Linked DNA regions of Mus musculus: regions 1 and 3 are each linked to region 2. A link is a contact called in public Hi-C and HiChIP or PLAC-seq data. All regions are on one chromosome and are shown on one strand. The core of a region is the stretch at or near the end of the contact, and the rest is flanking DNA. Distances in the headings are between cores, read along the strand shown.

Region 1 (2,729 bases), core at 4-2,503, 530 kb before region 2:
GAAGTGTAACCATGGTCTTAACTGTATCTACCCCTCAGCGGGATACAGACACTCCAGAGGTAGAACCTGCAGAGAGACCAGTGGATCATCTCTCCTCCTTCCTCCTGCTGCAGCAGGCAAGGGCTATACAGTGACCTCTACAGGGCCAGGCAGCCGCCCAGAAAAAGGCTTTTTCTGAGCCCAAGGAATCGCTGCTACTAGAGCCAACTCCACCAGATCCAGACACACAAGCCCATGAAAAGTACACTAGTGTAACCAGGTAAGCAGGCGCAAGCGCGTGCACGCACACGCACACTCACATGCACACACACACAGAGAGAGAGAGAGAGAGAGAGAGAGAGAGAGAGAGAGAGAGAGAGAGAGAGAGAGACCAGCACACATGCCTGATGTGTCCACACAACCCTAGACACACATTCCAGCCCTGACACAAGTATGTTTTCATCCACTCCTGGAACACTTGGGTAGTGTATTCATATGGATGACCCCAGAGAGACCTGAGAGCACACACACATAACTCACACACTGACAGAAAAGCATCTATACCACAAGGCCACAAGGTGCCTTAGCCACCTCCTCCCCCTCCATGGCACACGGAGGCCAAAACTAGCAGAAGCAGCCAGGGCCCTGGCCAGAGTAGCCGCAGTGCGGCCCCTCCCTACCAGGATGTCCTCCCTCCCCCGCTTGTGCAGGACTGAGCTTCCTCACCAGGAGGCCAGCTGGCGGGCCACGTCCCACACCTCGACACCCAAACAGCAGGCCCCCATGGGACCCCTGCAGGGTCCCACCATACGGCACGCAGAAGGGTGGTCGTAGGCATCTTGGCCAGCGCTGTAGGGACGCGCCCCTAGGAGGGAACCGGGGGGCGGGGCGCAGCGCAGGGACCCACCTGGTGATGCGTCTCGCCCTCTACGTTGACGCCGTTGACCTCAACCAGGCGGTCCCCGGCGCGCAGCGCGGCCGCCTCGGCTGGGGAGCCTGGCTCCACGCGCCGGATGAACTGGCCACGGCGGCCTTTCTCGCCATGCAGGTGAAAGCCGTACCCTTGCTCTCCGCGCACCAGGCGACACAAGCGGGGCCGCAGCGATTCCAGCGCGGCCATGGCACCCGCTGCCCCCTGGCCGGCCGCGACTGGCCACGGCTCACACCACCCGCAGGCTGGAGTGCGGAGGCGGCGGAGGCGCGGGCGGGAGAGCAGGCAGCGGCCTCGGTGGCTCCTGCTCAGCTCGCGTCGCCTCGGGCTCCGGCTTCGGCTCTGGCCCTGGCCCCTGCTCCTGCTGCAGCGCCGCCCCCGCGCCCGCCCCTTCCCCGCCCTCCTGGCTGCCCCCGCCCTAACCCAAGCCCCGCTAGCTAGGCCCCTGCCTGGGCGCCCAGAAACCCTAGGACCAAGGAGTGGGATTGCTTGGTCAGGCAACCCTCGAGTCCCTGGGAGTCCTATCTTAACCCATTTTGGCCACCCTCCGTAGCGCCAGCACCTTTGACTTCTGTCCAGGAACCACTTTTTTGGACACCTGCATATGGTACAGTGAGAGAGGTTCCAGAAATGGGAAGCCTCTTGTCAGAGACACTCTACACAGAGGCCAGAGGGGAAGTGCAAGGGCCACTGCGCCCTTTCCTCGGGATGCACCCCACCCTCTACCTACCAGGAGTGTTCTGCCTGCTCCCTCTAGATCCCCGAAGTTGTCTTGTCCCGACCCAAAGAGCAACAGGCAAGAATAAGAATTTAAAGAGACACCACGGCAACCAAGGTCTTTGTCTTTAGGCAACCAAGGACAGCAAATAGGTGTCCCCTTGTTCTTCCCAGGAAGTGTTTGTCCATTAAACATCCTGTCTCCTGTATTCCCTGCTTTTTGGGAACATGAGTTTATCTGGCAGAAATGGGAGGTGTGTGCTGTCTTCCTCTTGACCTAGTATGAACCGTACTGAGGACTTTGGTCCCTGAGCTCTAGGTGGTGATCAGCTGTCCCAAATTAAGCCCCACAGGGCTCCCAACGCCGGTTCCTAAGTCTATAGTCCCAATGCACTTAGATTTACAATTGATGAAATTCTCATCTACTCTTACAGGAAAATAGTCCCACTGAAAACCCCTTATGCATTCCTATATGGTTTTCCAAAAAACAGCCCTAGAGAAAACTGACCATTTTACAGATCAGGAAACTGAGGCCTAGAGAAAACCCTCTGCTAGAGTCCAGTACTGTGAGACTGCACTTTCACCTTGAAGCATCCTCCCAACACATAAGACAGCTGAGATCCAGGCTTACCCACAGCCTGCTTCTCCCCAGCCCACAGCTCCTCACTTACCTGGTCCCCCGGCGTCAGGTACAGCCAGCTCAGACAGTTCCCCATGTGGATAGGAGAAGCAGTCCTAGCTCAGTGTTCTCCTCTCCCTCCCCTCTCTCCAGAACCCTTAGCTGAGGCTTTCAACCCCCACCCAAGCACTAGGACCCACCTCTCAGCAGCAGCCCCTTGGGTACCCACACCCTAGCTGCTGCTCCTAAAAGGCACTTAGGCTGAGGATACTTTGTTGCTCCCTGCCTCCAGCCCTCTCTTCAGATTCTAGCTGATGCTGCCACAGGCCTGACTGACCACTTCCATCTATCTGTCTGCCTGCTTATCCAAAGAGTTTGTCTTTCTAGCTTAGGATTGGTTTCACTGAGCCTGGCGTAATGCTGGTTGCCCATGGAGATGGTTAATGTGTATAAACTATGTATATCCCATCCGTGTGAAACTTG
Region 2 (2,700 bases), core at 91-2,590:
CTGGATCCAATTGATATCAGACCCCTATTTCCCTGCATGGGGAGAAGTTCAAGTCCAGTCCCCCAGCAGAGGAGTTTCAAGTGAAGACAGGACAGTTGGGCTGGGTTTTTGTAGCTGAACTTCATGTCTTCAGGAGCCAGGTTGCTGCACTGTGAGTTGTGTGTCTCCCCTCTATGCTGCCTAGTGAGGGCACCCTCTACCTTCTTGGAGTGCTGTGTAAGACTGGCCCTCACTCTAGCAGGAATATCTACATCACTAACAGCCAAAGGCTGAAGGGTCCTTTTCCTGCCTAACTTCTCCCTTGTCATGCATGCTGTGGTGCCCTCAGACACCCTCCTGAGCAAAATAAATCATGGGGACTCTGCTTGCCCAGAAAGGAACTCACAGCCCCATGAGATAGAGGAAGAGGTGTTTTTTTGTTTTTATTCATGTCACTGGTTTACAGATCAAGAATAAAATCGGAGTGATAATCATTATTGAGCCCTGCGGTAAGACCAGGTGTAATATAACTCACTCTAGCTTCTACACAGCACAGGTACTAAGAAGACAGACACCTTTAGGGCTGATCCTCTTTTTTTTTTTTTTTTTTTTGTATTTTAAATTGGGTTGATGTTAAGCTGTGTAGTACTTGGGACCAGTGATTCTCTTCTATCTGCCTCCACAGTATTGGGATTACAAGGTTGCCTGGCTGATTCTGACGATGCAGAGCTTCAATCAGCTTCCAGATCAAAAGGCCAGGTGCACGTTAGCTATGGGAGTGTAATTTCAGAATCGCCTCCCTGTAGGCTGTCCGAGATCTGGTCAGCCTATGGTCTACACAGAGCCATTTCCATTCTTCCTGAAGGCAAATGGATTCTGGGGACCTGGGATAGTCTAGGTGGAGGTGATGTTTCTACAAGCCTTTTCAAAGGGACGGCCAGGCCGGGAGGCGTTTAAGGCGCGAGGGTTTCCCGCCTCCGTGCCTGAGAGCTCGGATGGAGCGCTAAGACTGGAAGATGCGCTCATGGAGAACAGGGACCAAGTCCCTCCCGGACGATGGTCCTGGAAAGAAGCCAGCAGATGCCACGGGTTCTCAAGTCCTTGGGCATCACACTAAACAGCCTCGGGCCAAGCTCTTCGGAGAACCGAGTCTGCTTCACTTTCAATCCGCCGCGCCGGATCAGGTCTCAATGGAAGGACCCAGAACGACACAAACCCGTAAGTCGTCCAGATAGTGATCAGGGCGAGGCCGGAGACGGAAGAGCTAGCGAGAGGAAATGCATCATTTCCGTTGCGCCGCTGGACCCACGTTTTGTAGTCGTGAAATTGGATGTGAAGTTCGGCTTCCGGTTTTGTGCGACGGAAGTGACGAAAGCGCGGTGCGCCTCAGCGTGCGAGTCGAGGTCGCTATGAACAGTGTCCTGTGCTCACGGGCTGCGGGGTGAGAGCCGTGAGGTGCCGGTGCGTGAGGGTGGGAGGTGGCCGTGGCTCCGGGACGCTTACTGCTGTCTCTCTTCCAGAGCGGTCCGGGCTCTGCGGCTCGTGGGCTGGGCTTCGCGAAGTTTGCATCCGCCGCCCCGTGGCCGGTCTCCAGCTCAGCCTGCAGACAGGGAAGAGGAGGACGACGACCCCAACCTCCCGATCCAATTTTCCGGCAGCAAAGCCACCCCGATCCGCTGGACCGTGGAGCATTCCCTGGGGAAGCCGCAGCAGCGGCCCTGGTGGAAAGTGCTGCCGCTCACCCTCACACTCGTGGCTCTGGTTGTATGGTGCTACCAGAGGGAGGAGAGCGGCATGGACCTGTGGTTGAGGCAGGTGTTGGAAGAGGAGGACGAGGAGGAGCCGGAAGGTCCTCCGGAGGAGCTTGAAGCTCCGGCCCTCTACGGGGCTAGAACGTAACAGGGTGCGTGCTGAGGAAGGGACTAGGCAGCCGTCCTTTCGTTGTTGAATTTGACGATTTCTGAACTGGTTCTGCGCATGTCCTCGTTGCTTAAAGGACTTGGATGGCGCTCTTGGCGCTGAGACACAAGAACACAGCACAAAGTTGGAGGCTTGAAATCTGATCTTTGCCGAACACCAATGCCCAGTGATTACGTCCATAGAACTTTTGAGGTTCCTAGAAAAGGTTTTGGGTGCACCTTATGCTCTTGAGTTATGATGTGTTCATACAGCCTAATCATGTTTCCAGCGTTCATCTGGTGGAGGTGTTACCTGCAGTTCATTCGCTTTCCGAGACAGACTAACTGCTGAAGTGTAATTACCTATATGTGTGCAACATCAGTTGAAGCTATTTTAAAAACTAACAAATGGAAAATACATTTGGTAAAGTCTAATGAACTCAATTTTCTCACCTCCCCTTTCATCATCAAGTAGGCTTTGGTTTTTTTGTTTTGAAACACAGTCCCCCTATTTAGCTCTGGCAGGCCTAGAACTGGCTATGTAAACCAGCCTTGCTGTAGACTTAGATATCAGCCTGCTTCCTGCTTCTGCTGCCATCTTTTTTTTTTTTTTTTTCTCTTCTGCTCTTCATTCCCACATGAGAACTTAAAAACTTGACAGAAGTGGTAGGGTATGCTTGTCATCTCAACACTTATGAAACTGAGGCAGGAGGATCCTAAGTTTGGGGTCTGCTTGGGCTACGTAGGGAGGGCCTGTCTCAAACAAAACAAAACATCAATAATATAGTGGGTTGGTTTTTTTTGTTTGTTTGTTTCTGTCTTT
Region 3 (2,713 bases), core at 203-2,702, 540 kb after region 2:
GAAGAGGGTTCTGGGCAAGACAGATTTATCATCTCTATAACCCTCCCAGGTCATGGAGGCATCCACAGTGCCCTTCTCTCCCCACCCCCCAAAAAAGGCTGACAGAGGGACAGAAATGACCTTTCCTAATTAGAGAGGGGATGGATATGGCCCTCAGATGGGCCTGGTCCAAGGGAAGTCAGCTTTAAGGTGAAGAGGAAAAGAAAAACAGAAAGCTAATATATGGGGTACAAGGCGGCACTCTAAGGCCACGTAGCCTCAAAAGTAGCACTGCTGTTTCCAACACTGGACTACCTGGCGTGCCTGTTTCTAGCAATTCAGATAGGTGAAACTGGCCTCAGAACCTGCTGAGAGCCTATTGGCAACATAAAAGAACCAATACCATGGCAAACCCCATGCTATGGCCACACACCTGCACCCCAGGGCCTATGAGGTCAGCCCGAAGCACCAAAAAGGCCCGTTCTCCACTTGTGGATGTCACATTGATATAATCTTCTAAGATAGGAGGCCGTCTCAGGACAGGATTGCGATTTCGGGGACTTGGCAATGTCTGCATGAGGTCTTTGTCAGCATTAGCATCTGAATACCTAGGAGAGACAAGCAGCTCCCTGTCACTCTCAAATGGGGTGCTTGACCCACACTCACTCCTCTTGCCGTCCCATAGACATCCACTTCCAGAGCCTCATGCAGGGACAGGCAGCTTTCCAAGTCAGAATTACATGCCCTTAAGCAACACACCCAGCATCCAACATCTCAGGGAAGACCTCTGGACTCGGTGGAGGGGTAATGTCCCCAGGAGGGGAATCTGGATATAAGAGCTCCTCCATATCTGGCTCAAAGTTCAGCTTCTTCACCACGTCCAACCTGGGTCGTTTGACCATGGGGCCTGCAGAGACAGAGGCAGAAAGAGGTGAAAGAATAGAAAACTGATCCTCAGAATTCCCCGACTTTAAGTGCTCAGTCCCCAATCGGACATACTGGAGGGCGCGGGCTGGTCCCTACGAACATTCTTTCTAGTATTGCGGTTGACATTTCCTGGCGACCCTGCAGGGCAGGGACGCGGGACAGTGTCCCCACCAGCGATGGCCTCTTCGAAGGTTAGCGGAGGGCGGCTCGCTGGAGTTTGGAGGGTCCCAGGAGGAGCCTGGTCCCGTGTTCCTGCTGAGACAGAGGTTGATAGCAGCAACACACATTAAGAAGCGAACTCCCAGCCGTTACCAATCCCATCCACACAGCTCTCCATGCTGCAGCAGGATGCAGCCACGACCCAGGACCCGCGCCCACCTTCCAGCTCAGCCAGCACTTCGAGCTCAGCTGCGAACTGGTTTTGGAAATCATCCTCCACACCATACAGATCTTCCTCGTAGTCTTCCATGGAGCCAGACCACAACTCCCACAGCTCAGAGTCCCTCAGAACTTCCCGCGCCGCCGCCACCGCGCGCTACCCCGCCCCGAGAGCCTCCAATACCGCCAATCAACAGCCGACGTTCCCAGAGGCGCCCGCCATTGGCCAGCGGGGAAGGGCGGGTCTTACTCCCAGAGGGCGGGAGGAGAGGAATAATAGTTCAATGGTTGGAGTGGAGGATCAAGAACGCTTTCTATTGGCCTGTACAGTAAGTAATCCGTGGGGGAGGCGGGGAAATAGGTGGGACTAAAAAAGCGCGTGCGCAGACTATTCGGGTAGGGCCTTACCATTCTTCAGTGGGCGGAGCTCCAGGCCCGGAATGCCATTGGCCAGTACGACCATCCATTAGGAAAGTGGAATGGGCAGGGTGAAAAGGCGGAGCTGCGCGCCAGCCAGGCCAAGACCTGGTTCCTAGTATAGGGAAGCGAGGTTGGATGCAGAGCTGAGAATTGACATCCTGGTCCCTTGGCCCTGTTGCAGGTAAGTCCTAAAGGGTCTGCCTGTGGTCACAGGCTGGTGGGAGGCAAGTTAGGGAGCGCTTGAAGTCCTGGGTGGTCCTGGGCAATAACCTAGCGTGAAGTGTGTAGGCGTGAGCTGGACAACCAGGCTGTTTATTCCACTTCAAGTCAGGGAGAGCTCCCTAACCCTGAGTCCATGGCAAGTCAGAATCACCTGACCTTGGCCAGACTCCCATTCCGGAGCTGACACCCCTGGCATGGGCCCTTGTGGAAGACATAAAGGGTTCCAGCAGGTTCTGGCCCCAGTAAGTGTGTACAGTACTTGAAGACCAGGTCAGGCACCCTCCTACCCCAGGCTCACTCCCACCTGCGTGCAGCCCCACCATGGAGCCTGGCAGCATGGAAAATCTGTCCATCGTGTACCAGAGCAGCGACTTCCTGGTGGTGAACAAGCACTGGGACCTGCGCATTGATAGCAAGACCTGGCGGGAGACCCTGACCCTACAGAAGCAGCTCCGACACCACTTCCCAGAGCTGGCTGACCCTGACACCTGCTATGGGTTCAGGTACACAGCCAACATGGAGAGCCCCACTGCAGCATCCTTCCAAAGGATGCTGGGACACTGGACTCTGCCACAAAGGTGCTAACCAGAGCACCACAGGGTCCAGCCACTGCTGCTCTTCTGCCCGTTCCCAGGTTCTGCCACCAGCTGGACTTCTCCACCAGTGGGGCACTGTGCGTAGCCCTGAATAAGGCAGCTGCGGGCAGTGCTTATAAATGCTTCAAGGAACGGCGAGTCACCAAAGCCTACCTGGCACTGGTAAGTCCTGGCCAGTTCCTGGGATGCTG

The links. Hi-C and Micro-C count contacts between places; a contact is called where the count stands out from the background. HiChIP or PLAC-seq counts read pairs in DNA pulled down with a chosen protein or histone mark.
Region 1: a contact with region 2 is called in a FOXA1 HiChIP or PLAC-seq map of pancreatic cancer cells. The contact joins the promoter of Slc9a3r2 here to the promoter of BC003965 in region 2.
Region 3: a Hi-C map of B cells shows a contact between it and region 2, with 18 read pairs. The contact joins the promoter of Chtf18 here to the promoter of BC003965 in region 2. A contact is called at or near these places in 3 of 39 promoter capture datasets (the HPC-7 cell line, frontonasal cranial neural crest and hippocampal neurons), 5 of 484 Hi-C or Micro-C datasets (B cells, embryonic stem cells, muscle stem cells and 2 more), 12 of 115 datasets of contacts at active chromatin or transcription factors (acute myeloid leukemia, astrocytes, bone marrow-derived macrophages and 8 more) and 3 of 9 other capture datasets (embryonic stem cells, macrophages and pancreatic islet).

Annotation. Positions count from the first base shown.
Region 1 is chr17:24,649,052-24,651,780 of GRCm38.p6, forward strand. It overlaps Slc9a3r2 (solute carrier family 9 (sodium/hydrogen exchanger), member 3 regulator 2), which reads right to left and starts at 1,254. Exons shown (of 7, transcript NM_023055.2): 1 at 887-1,254. The coding sequence starts at 1,099.
Region 2 is chr17:25,183,221-25,185,920 of GRCm38.p6, forward strand. It overlaps BC003965 (cDNA sequence BC003965), which reads left to right and starts at 1,341. Exons shown (of 2, transcript NM_183150.2): 1 at 1,341-1,420; 2 at 1,500-2,700. The coding sequence starts at 1,389. The coding sequence ends at 1,878.
Region 3 is chr17:25,725,963-25,728,675 of GRCm38.p6, forward strand. Chtf18 (CTF18, chromosome transmission fidelity factor 18) reads right to left here and starts at 1,453. Exons shown (of 22, transcript NM_145409.2): 1 at 1,285-1,453; 2 at 979-1,158; 3 at 739-886; 4 at 413-587; 5 at 1-10. The coding sequence starts at 1,375. It overlaps Rpusd1 (RNA pseudouridylate synthase domain containing 1), which reads left to right and starts at 1,755. Exons shown (of 6, transcript NM_028009.4): 1 at 1,755-1,885; 2 at 2,241-2,429; 3 at 2,561-2,684. The coding sequence starts at 2,248.